Regions from separate parts of the Mus musculus genome. Here region 1 is linked to region 2. Evidence: chromatin contacts called from public Hi-C data. All regions are on one chromosome and are shown on one strand. The core of a region is the stretch at or near the end of the contact, and the rest is flanking DNA. Distances in the headings are between cores, read along the strand shown. Region 1 overlaps 9330175M20Rik (RIKEN cDNA 9330175M20 gene). Region 2 overlaps Tmeff2 (transmembrane protein with EGF-like and two follistatin-like domains 2).

Evidence for each region. A called contact is a pair of places that touch in the nucleus more often than the background predicts.
Region 1: a contact with region 2 is called in a Hi-C map of the N1E-115 cell line, with 4 times the contacts expected there. The contact joins two enhancer-like sites. A contact is called at or near these places in 3 of 484 Hi-C or Micro-C datasets (the N1E-115 cell line, cerebellar granule neurons and cortical neurons) and 3 of 115 datasets of contacts at active chromatin or transcription factors (astrocytes, fibro-adipogenic progenitors and large pre-B cells).

The regions. Positions count from the first base shown.
Region 1 is chr1:51,213,778-51,218,514 of GRCm38.p6, reverse strand. 9330175M20Rik (RIKEN cDNA 9330175M20 gene) reads left to right here. Exons shown (of 5, transcript NR_045151.2): 5 at 1-129. Among named protein-coding and RNA genes, the nearest start is that of Cavin2, 73 kb to the left of the region's middle. Within about 2 kb of position 1,629, at least 56 of the 459 cell types and tissues checked have an H3K27ac peak or open chromatin away from gene starts, as enhancers often do. A contact at or near this core is called in the N1E-115 cell line, where this site is marked.
Region 2 is chr1:50,960,534-50,965,667 of GRCm38.p6, reverse strand. The region is part of intron 4 of Tmeff2 (transmembrane protein with EGF-like and two follistatin-like domains 2); the gene reads right to left. Among named protein-coding and RNA genes, the nearest start is that of Tmeff2, 36 kb to the right of the region's middle. Within about 2 kb of position 2,852, at least 35 of the 459 cell types and tissues checked have an H3K27ac peak or open chromatin away from gene starts, as enhancers often do. A contact at or near this core is called in the N1E-115 cell line, where this site is marked.

The DNA of each region.
Region 1 (4,737 bases), core at 380-2,879, 250 kb before region 2:
CCGAACATGCTGAGCTCCCTAACGCAAATGCATGGCTTTCTTCCTTCCTTACCTCCGAGTCCCTGAGATTTACAGCCTGCCTGCACTGTTGCTTTTCTCTCAAACTCTAATAAAATTGCCCTCTAACTTCGTTCTTAGTCAATTTCTACATTCGCCTATTAACATAACTAAGAACCCCAAGGAAGCCCAGATTTCCCTGGTCACAGAAATGGCAAATGGAATCAGTGGAAGAGATAGGAAAGAGTTAATGTACAAAGTTTTCATTCAATTATGGGATGAAAGAGAAAAGGGGTGATTTCAGTTTTGTACTAGATAAATACTGAGATAATGACATTGTTCGTGGGAACAGGTCACAGGAGGAGGAGTTCTGGACAAGGGAAATTTGAATTGGTGGCTATGTGGCAAAGCACATTGCTTGCCAGTTCAGTGTCCATCACTAATGCTCTCCAACAGGACAATGAAAAATTGGTCCTGAAGCTGGTAGAAAACTGTTTCCACAGTGGAAATAGTTGAAATTACAGAAATAACAAAGTTATACTGCTGAAGAATATCAATGGCAGCTGTGGTGGAGATGCAGTTCTCAAACAGGAAAGCAAGAAAGGAGATGGGGGACTTTGGAGAAAACACATAATGCATATAGCTGATAATTATACTGAGTAGCTTTTGTTACGTGCCCAAATTAAAAAACAAACACCTTCAAAATATATAGCATCACTGGAATCTGGTGTGCGTGTGTATACATGCCTGTGTGTATATGTGTGTATATGATGTGTGCATTTGTGTGTGGGTGTACATGTGTGTACACGCATGCCTGAGTGTGTGTGAGTGTGTGGGTTTGTGTGTGTGCTGGGCAAAGGCTAATATCTAAAAGTGCCTTGGGTCCCGCTTCTTAAACCAAGCAGGGTAAAGGTGACATAATTTATGCATCATCTCATTGTCAGTCTTGGTCTAGTGGTCATTCTCTGCTAGGGAAACTTCTCTTGTAAAGATGAAGAGCAAGCAGTACAGAGAAGGCTCAAGGTTAGAACACAATTAGAACCTCCACCGGCTAGCAACATGCACACTTCCAGTTTAGCCGGTGACCTCAGAGTTGACTCAGACGCATTTACCATAAAACGAGAGATGATTCATTTCTGGTTCAGCTTTAACTTTGGGTCTCTTTCTCTATAACGGATTGCCGGGTGAGCTTGGTTATATTCAGACTCGTAAAGTCTCACACTTCCAGAAAGTGTTTCCATAATCATTCTGCTTAGGCTCTCAGCTGGACAGAGACAAGGGCTCCCATGTGGAGATACTGAATGCTGAAGGCTTATCAGAGCCAAGAGTCCCAACAGGGAGACACTGAAGGCTTATTTGTTTTGTCAAAGGCTTAAGGGATTTTACTGCTCCCCAGCTTAGGCTTCTGGCTTCTCCCTCCCCTATTATTTCCTCTATAGTATGATGAATGTAGAGGTTAATGGATGCAAGGCAAGGGAGTGATCATGGCGGCCATCAGAGATGCTGAAGCATCCCTCATGATTGTTGCTCTCTTATGGGCCCTTGGCAGCCTCTGCCTTGCTGTACCTCTCTACAGCTCCATTTCCTCCACAAACTCCCTGTGTCCTCTCCCTCTGGACAGCCTATTTAGTACTCTGTTTTCTCAAGTGGAGAGAGTGGCTCAACACAGTGTCATGCTGTAATGGAAACTTGGTCCCATGGGTGTCCACTGTCTGTCCCTGAAAGCTTTTTCATCTTGTCCCTTGTTACCCCAGAGAATAATTACTTCAAAGGCCAGTCCTTGTGCCTGGTCTCTCAGTGTATCCCATTACCTCTGGTTTTCTTTGCCAGGCCCAACGGTGATGGCAGAAATCAAATCAGGGCTGCTGGCAGTTTTGCCTGCCTAGGATGTTCAGCCTCTCCACTGCCCCAACATGCTAATGTTCCCTGATTGCAAACCCTGTCATCATCTTCTTTGAATTAGCTGTGCCTCATGAAATGGCTTTGCAGTGCTGGAGTGCTGATGTGGAGTCCTGTTTTAACTGTCTGTCAAAGCCCAGGCTAATGAATTCTATTAGCATATTAGCTTGCCAGCTTTGGGAGCCCAGAAGGAGCTGGGCAGCCAAACACAGTTGGCAGGGCACAGCTGCAGTGCCTCAGAGTGCTCCTTGGCAATTGTTTCACGAGGGACTCCAACAATGTAAATGTGCAGACATAGTGCTTACGGAATTAGAAAGGTTATTCGTTACAATGTTCTTCAGCAGCAGAAGATGGGATGAAAGGTGACACTTTTGTGACTGGGGGGCCTACCTGAGGCATTTTTAAAAAAATAGGATAGTCTTGGGATTGCTCTAAGGCACTCATAAGTTAATCTCGTATTCTGTAGAAAATTATAATATGGAGGCAAGGTATACTTTCCACAAGACATTTTTAAACCTTGAGATGGTTACCTGACATTAAGTAATGTAATCCGTGATGGGCAATGATTGGCATCATGGCTTTGATAAGCAGGCATCAATCTTAGAACTGCTTGTCAAAAGCACTTGGTTGGTTAATGACCATGGTACCACCTTCCCAATCTTATCATCGAAACTTATCTCGTTTGAGTAGCAAAATCAGAACCATTAATACCATTAAAGCTACACCCTGTCTTGTAAATAAAGCCAAGTGCATAGCTCCTCATCATGGACCGTACATGAGTATTTAGGACAGACTTACTCTAAGTGCAGATACCCTGGTTGCTAGGCAACCACCAGTAATGCATATGTCTAATATTCAGTCCTTAAATGGTATGCTTAATGGGTATAATCTTCATTTTAGTTTGAGATTAATTTGAAAGTGTATAACTTGAAATGGTTTATGTTAATAAACTTTAAACTCTGCAACTTGTGGTCTGGATAGATGGCCCAGTGGTTACAAACACATACACATGCTGCTCTTGCAGGGGATCTATCTGTGTATGATTTCCACCATCCCTATCTGACAGCTTACAATGCTTGAAACTCTAGCTCCAGGGAAATCAAACATCTCTGGCCTATGAGGACATGTGTGCTCACATGCACATATTGTGCCCCCAATATAATTAAAAATAATTTTTCAACAAGTTATTAATGCTAAATGAGTCACAGGCCTTGAATTCCAGAAAGGTTTTTCAAAATTGCGTTAACTTGTGATTAGAGCTAGATCATTCTTCCTGTGAAAATAACTTTTGAATAAATTAACAAATTAATTAGGCTTACCCTCAAATTGTTTGTGCAAAACTGTGTGTTTCTGTTGAAGGACTGCACAGAACCAGCAAATATAGTTATGAGGCCAGTAGCTGAAGTCCAGGCTTGGGCTGTTTTCATTAGGAGCTACCCTCTTAAGTAAGATCACATGGAGGGCTAGGAAAATGGCTGACTTGGGAAAGTGCTTTCCCAGAAATATGAGGATTGCAGCATCTGTGTAAAAACTCATGTTAGCCTATAATCCTCAAAATAAAGGAGGGAGCAATAGGGAAAAACACCTACAACAACCTCTGTCTACACACTCTAACACACACACATACCACATACAGAGACACACACATTCTATACACACACAGACTCATACACACATATCACACACACATATGACACAGACACACAGACACACAGAGACACTCACATACAACACACACACCATACACACACTACACACACAGAGAAGAATGAGTGTGTGTGTCTGTGTGTGTGTGTGTGAGAGAGAGAGAGAGAGAGAAGATAGCTACACACACACACACACACACACACACACAGAGAGAGAGAGAGAGAGAGAGAGAGAGAGAGAGAGAGAGACAGTGAGACAGAAAGAGAAGAAATACATAACCAAGTTGGATTTACCTCATTTGATGCAGCAGAGAAATTCTAATAATTATTTTAGAAAGAATCCACAATAATAATAATAGAACATACCTTTTCACTAGAAAACTACTATACTTAATGTGATTTTTAAAAAAAGATTTATTTATTTTATTTATATGAGGGCACTGTAGCTGTCTTCGGACACATCAGAAGAAGGCATTGGATGGGAATCCTTTGTGGTTGCTAGTAATTGAACTCAGAACCTCTGGAAGAAGAGCAGTCAGTGTTCTTAATCCCTGAGCAATCTCTCCAGCCCCTTAATGTGATTTATGATATTATTATAAGTTGTTCGTCCCACCTCTCTTGTTTGCTTATTTGTTTGTTTTAAAGACAGGGTTCTCTGTATAACCACAGTGGTCTGGAACTCATGCTGTAGATCAGACTGGCCTTGAACTCAGAGATTCGCCTGCCTGTCTTTTGAGTGTTGGAGTTAAAGCCATGTGCCACCACTGGCTGGCTTTGTTTATTTTCTTGCTCAAATATTCTCTATCTTTTTCTCTTTCTTTAAAGTAAATACAAGTGATCTGCTCTTTATAGAAAATGCATTTGGTCCACTGTTTATATGGGCCAGTGAGATGAAAATAGGTTATTGGCCATTGTGAATGCTGCTGTGATTCATTACATAGCCCATCTTGCTGTGTCTCTCACCTCCAGCCTCCTGATTCAGATTCCTTTCTTAAGTTAAGCTCCTGAAAGGAACTGAGACCCACCCCCAAGCTGCACTGTGAGATGGTCTAGATTAGCTTACGCAGTGCCACTTATGTTAATTCCAACCCTACTGACTTTGTTCTAGTCATGTCATATACTTATGGCCACAGAGATTGGAGAGAAACAGGAAAAAGTGTGAATTCTGCTCTCCAGTGCAGCCTTGGAATATGAT
Region 2 (5,134 bases), core at 1,603-4,102:
GAGTATAAGAAGGAAGAATGCACAGAGTGCTAAGAAGGAAATTAAGACAGAAGGACAGCATTGGGGACTAATTTTTCATTTGAAAAATAGATTGTCTCCTGTTCCCCAGGCTGTCTGCTGCTAAGCAGAGTTGAGCTTCAGTATCCAGACTGGTTCATTAAAATATGGTCCCTTTAGTTCAACATGACTCATCTTTACGATGAACCAGTGATTCTGGGAATTAAATGTGCTACTTTTGCTATGCGTGTGACACCCATATGAATAACAGAAGACTTAATCTTTAATGATTTCATGTTCAGTTTATGCAATTGCATAGCTGACCTGGCCCTCCCATTTAATAAAATATGATAATTCAAAGTGCTGTTATAGGAATCCCTTTGAGCAACTGCCTATCCCTGCTGCTTTGTACTAAAACTTTGTATATCTGTTTCAATAAAATAAAGTAAATAATTTGATGGTCTTTGTTCCTCTTCCAGTGTCTTTGACCTCATTGCCCTACTTCACCAGATTCCAACACACTATCATAATTGTTAGCTTTTTCACTTCTCTATTCCCAGAACTTGAACAAAGGCCTAGTCTACCAACTGTACAATTCATGAATGACAGTCACTAGCTAAATTGGTTTTTTTGGAGACATATAAGTCTGAACTAAGAACTTAAATTTTTGCATTCTGAAAGGATACTTAATGGTATGCAATAAACCCAAATGAAGTCACTGTATCTGCATTGCCTCTGCAGTAGTGCACAGGCTCCATGGCTGGCAAGAGATCAGCAGGCAGAGTCTTTATATAATGCCACTGCCTTGGGAAAGGAATTTTTTTTTTTTTTTGGCTTGCTTCTTCTCTGTTTTGATTTATTTTGAGGTAGGGTTTTGTTATCCAGTTCAGTTTGGCCTTAAACTTGCCATCTTCTTGCCACAGTCTCCCAAGATCACGTCAAGATGCTGTGTTTGAACTGCTCTCTAAAACACTAAGAGCCTTACATTCCTGAAGCCAAGCAATCTAATGAATCTGGGAACTGAAGGTTTCACAAAGCACTGAGTGACTTCACAAGAGCTTAACATCAACCCAACAGCTAAGGCTAAGATATGAGTTACCTGATAAGTATTATTAATGGTTTGTAATACCATTTTGTTTGGTGCAAATACTGCTCATGTTTTGAGTATTTTGCTGTAATATCTATATTATAATTTCTATATAAGTGATATAGGTTTAAGATACTACATTTTGTAAGATTTATTGACAAAGCTATTAAAGCCACTCAGCTTGACCTCTGGTACAATGCTGAACTAAGGAACTGCCTGGGAAACTAAAATATATTTAACCGAAGGATCATTAGTAGATTCCCCACAGAACCACATAACCACAGCCACTAGAACAGCAGCAGGGCAGTGGAGGGAGGAAAATATTCAGACACCAAACTTAATAATAGATCTAAATTTTTGTGGAACTCAAACATGTAGAATGAATGAGACTTCGTTAGAAAAGAAATGTATTTTATTACAAATGCCAAATCATGTGTAGGACCCTAAATGTGGTTGTTCTACAAGGCCAGGGGTTCTGGAGTTGAAGCCAGGTATGATCTGTGATTTCCTAGACTCTGTGCATTGCTGTGATAGATATGCTCCTGTAAGATTACAGGGTCCACAGAACAACTTGTTTTGTTAAATTTATGCCATCTAAAATAAATGTGTGATACAGAAAGAGACATTGTAGCAGTGATGATGCTCTAGGAATCAAGCACTAATGAGGTAACAGTACACAGGAGGATCACTGACAGAGAAGAAAGTCTAAGCCAAAGAAAGCAATGAGCAAAGAGCTTCACCCTATGGGAACCACAGAGCTATTAAAATCCGAGAATCCAGGCTAAGGTCATCACGCTGTCATGCTAAAGGCTCATCAACCACAGGACAGCTATTTTATTGCTAGGAAATTGCTAGACAATTGTGGCGTTCACCCGGAGGAAACGCGCAAATGCCTGAGAACCTTTCTCCGACTTTCAATAGCCTCTTCTACCTCACCTCATCTTCTTCTCTCCATTATCTCTCCCTCTTCTACACCAGGGTTCCAACCACATGTAACCTATGAAACAGCACAGTGATTTAGATGAAAATTCTATGACAGAGGTGATTTCATAACTAATGTCCATCAAGAGGCAGGCATCGCACACTTTCTAGTCCAGACTTTCAGATTTATGAGGCATAATGTTAGCAATTAGTCAGCTGTCTTGACTCAGGGATGCTTTGAAAGTCAAATTCATGGGCTAGTCTGGAGACAACTGTGATCTCTTATTCTGATGAAGAAAACACACGCTGGAACCTTCCTTCTCCCAATTCACTGAATGGTACAGTCTCTGAATCATGAGTTTGCTGTGGGCAGAGCAGAGTCTTGGGCATCCTTATGCATGACATTAGACAGATGTTCAAGAGTGGAGAAAAGGAACAAAGAGAAGATGCTACTCCCTTTTCCATTTTCTGAGGTCACATTAGATGCCTGCAGAAACGTATTATATGAAGAGGTGTTTGGTGTTCACCATCTTAGAGACTGAAATTTCAGGCAGAATTTGGAAAATTGCTAACATCTCAAAGGAGAGTCAAAAATAACAAACTTGGGAAAGAAAAGGTATTGGAATGATACTGGCTCTGAGTCCTTTGCTGACTTGAGTAGCACAGAGCTAGTTGAGATCTGTATGCCTTTCCAACTCCATTCTATGCAAATTTAGTGAGAAATATGGATAGCCCCAAGTATCTATCCCTCCAGGGATATCTATGAAAAAACTAAGCTCACATTTACATCCACAACCATGGTTAGCAACTGCCTTGTTTATGCTGACTTACAGTCATCAGCACAAAAAGTGTTCAGCCCGAGTCCTGTGGTCACTGTTCCTGGAAGGAAGTGATTTGAGGATGTACACAAAGAAAGAGAACTTTTAGTATATTTTAAAGCTTCTACATTTCAGCAATCTGAAAACTTCAACCACAGTATGACGATTCGTTAGCTAAAGACTTAAACTGTTAACGCACTTAAGATTTACAACTTCAGATTATTTTAACTTTTCAACTGGAAGAAATAACTTATATTCCAAACCCCAGAAACTGTTGGCTTTAAAGTGAAACCGGCTCCACCCTTAAGGATACAAAGCCACAAAATTAACTTCAAACCAACCCATAAAATAGGCATGGTGTGAGCTCCCCCTACTGGTACAACATTATTCCCACTTCAGGAATCAAACCAGGTTATAGTTTCTGGGACTAGCTGGATAAAACAAGAATTGCAATTTAGAATTCAAGAGAAGAGAAAGCTAAAGGAGTTTGTGAGAACCAAAAACAATCAACAAAATATAAAAAGCACCTCCCCTAACTTTAGAATAGTCTCCACGAAAGACAGCAAAAGACATGTTTATAAATATTTGAGTCAACCTGTAAGTCCCCACCCAGCATCAGACACCCATGAGTAAAATAAACAACTGTCATTCTCAAGACAACCAAGTTCACATTCGCATGCAGACAGAGAAGCCAGCAGAGCTTAATTGAAGTGATGCTTACACACTGACAATGGATCCCCTCCCTTAACAGCACATAAGAAACGCTGCAGGCTTCAGAGAAATAAAATAAATTATGTAGCACCACGGAGGCTGAACAAAGTCTGAGGGCCTTGGGGTTTTCTGCACTGGGAAATGACTTCTATATTGTTATGTGAACTGGGACAATGAAGGGGAAAGCTGTAAGTTTTATACTTCAAGCCACTCAAATTAGTTGTCCGCAGAGCAGAAAATTCAATGTGCAAGAATCAATGATAAATACAGGTAAAGTGCTACTGTGGGGACATTCGCAATAGCAGCACAACGGAAACGCAACAAAGGTGTTGAGGCTGCTATGCTGTTATAGAGAAAATATAGTGTAAGATGGCACTCCTGCTCTGTCTCGATCAACAAAGGGAGCTGTTCCAAGGTGTCTGCTATATTTGTACGGCTGCACTTTGATTATAACTGATTCTGTTATCACAATCTGCTACATAGCCTACATAGCACATAAATGCATAAAGCCATTTAAAAGCCAAATTACTGAGTTCCCTGTTATTGTATTTTACCTTTTACTGCCATACCGGGGATGATGCTGAAACTGTTGATGATAAATTTCAAGGAGTAAATGAAAAACAAAAACGTCAGACTACACAGGCTTTATTGAAAAGCAACCAACTGAAAACTCCTAAGCACGTCAGTGTGTTTGCATCTCAAAGTCTGAGAAAATTGCCTTCGATGAGTATATTGGGCTCAGCACGAGGGCTTTGGTTCTTAAAATGGTGCTCTTTATGAAGTATATTTGTGTTTTAAAATTAAACCAGTAATGTTGATTTGTGACGAACATGGATGAGATAAAGACGCTATTGACATCCTTCCTACCCTTTCCACATACTTTTCTTTTGTTCTGAGTCAGGCAAAGACTCATTGCACAGACTTGGATAGTGATGTGAACTTGATCCTCATGTATCTACCTCCTGACTATCCATGTTCTTCCTTACTTTGGCAAGTAACACTTGTTCACACCCATACTAGCATCTAAATGGACAGAAAGTATTTGTTACCACCTCACTGGCCCTTTGACCAACACTCAGGTTGTGTGGACTCACTCTGCCTTGTTCCACTGTGGCAATCTTTGTGTTAGTATCTTGCTTCAATTTTGCTTCACATACAATTTATTCTCCACCTGGAGGCCTGAACAGTATTTTAAACATATTAAAAAAAAAAGATTGCCCTTAAAACATTTTAATGACCCTGGTGAAAATACAAATTTTTTTTACGACTCAGCTGAGGGTTTTCTGGTCAAGTGCTGTGGTGCTGAACTCCCTCTGCCCTGTATTTCCCAAGGAGCTCGCAGAGTGTATTAGTTACTTCTCTATGACCATGATAAGACACTGTGACCAAGGCAACGTACAGAAGGGACTTTACTGAGAAATACAATTCCAGAAGGAGAAGAATCCATGAGAGGAGTGCAGCACAGATGCAGGAGGCAGAGAAAGCAGGAAGCAGAGAGAGCATACCTGAGTGGGCATAGGTCTGAACTCTCTTTCTGGTGACATACCTCTTCCAACAAGGACACACCTCTTAGGACCTAGGACACACCACAACTAGGACT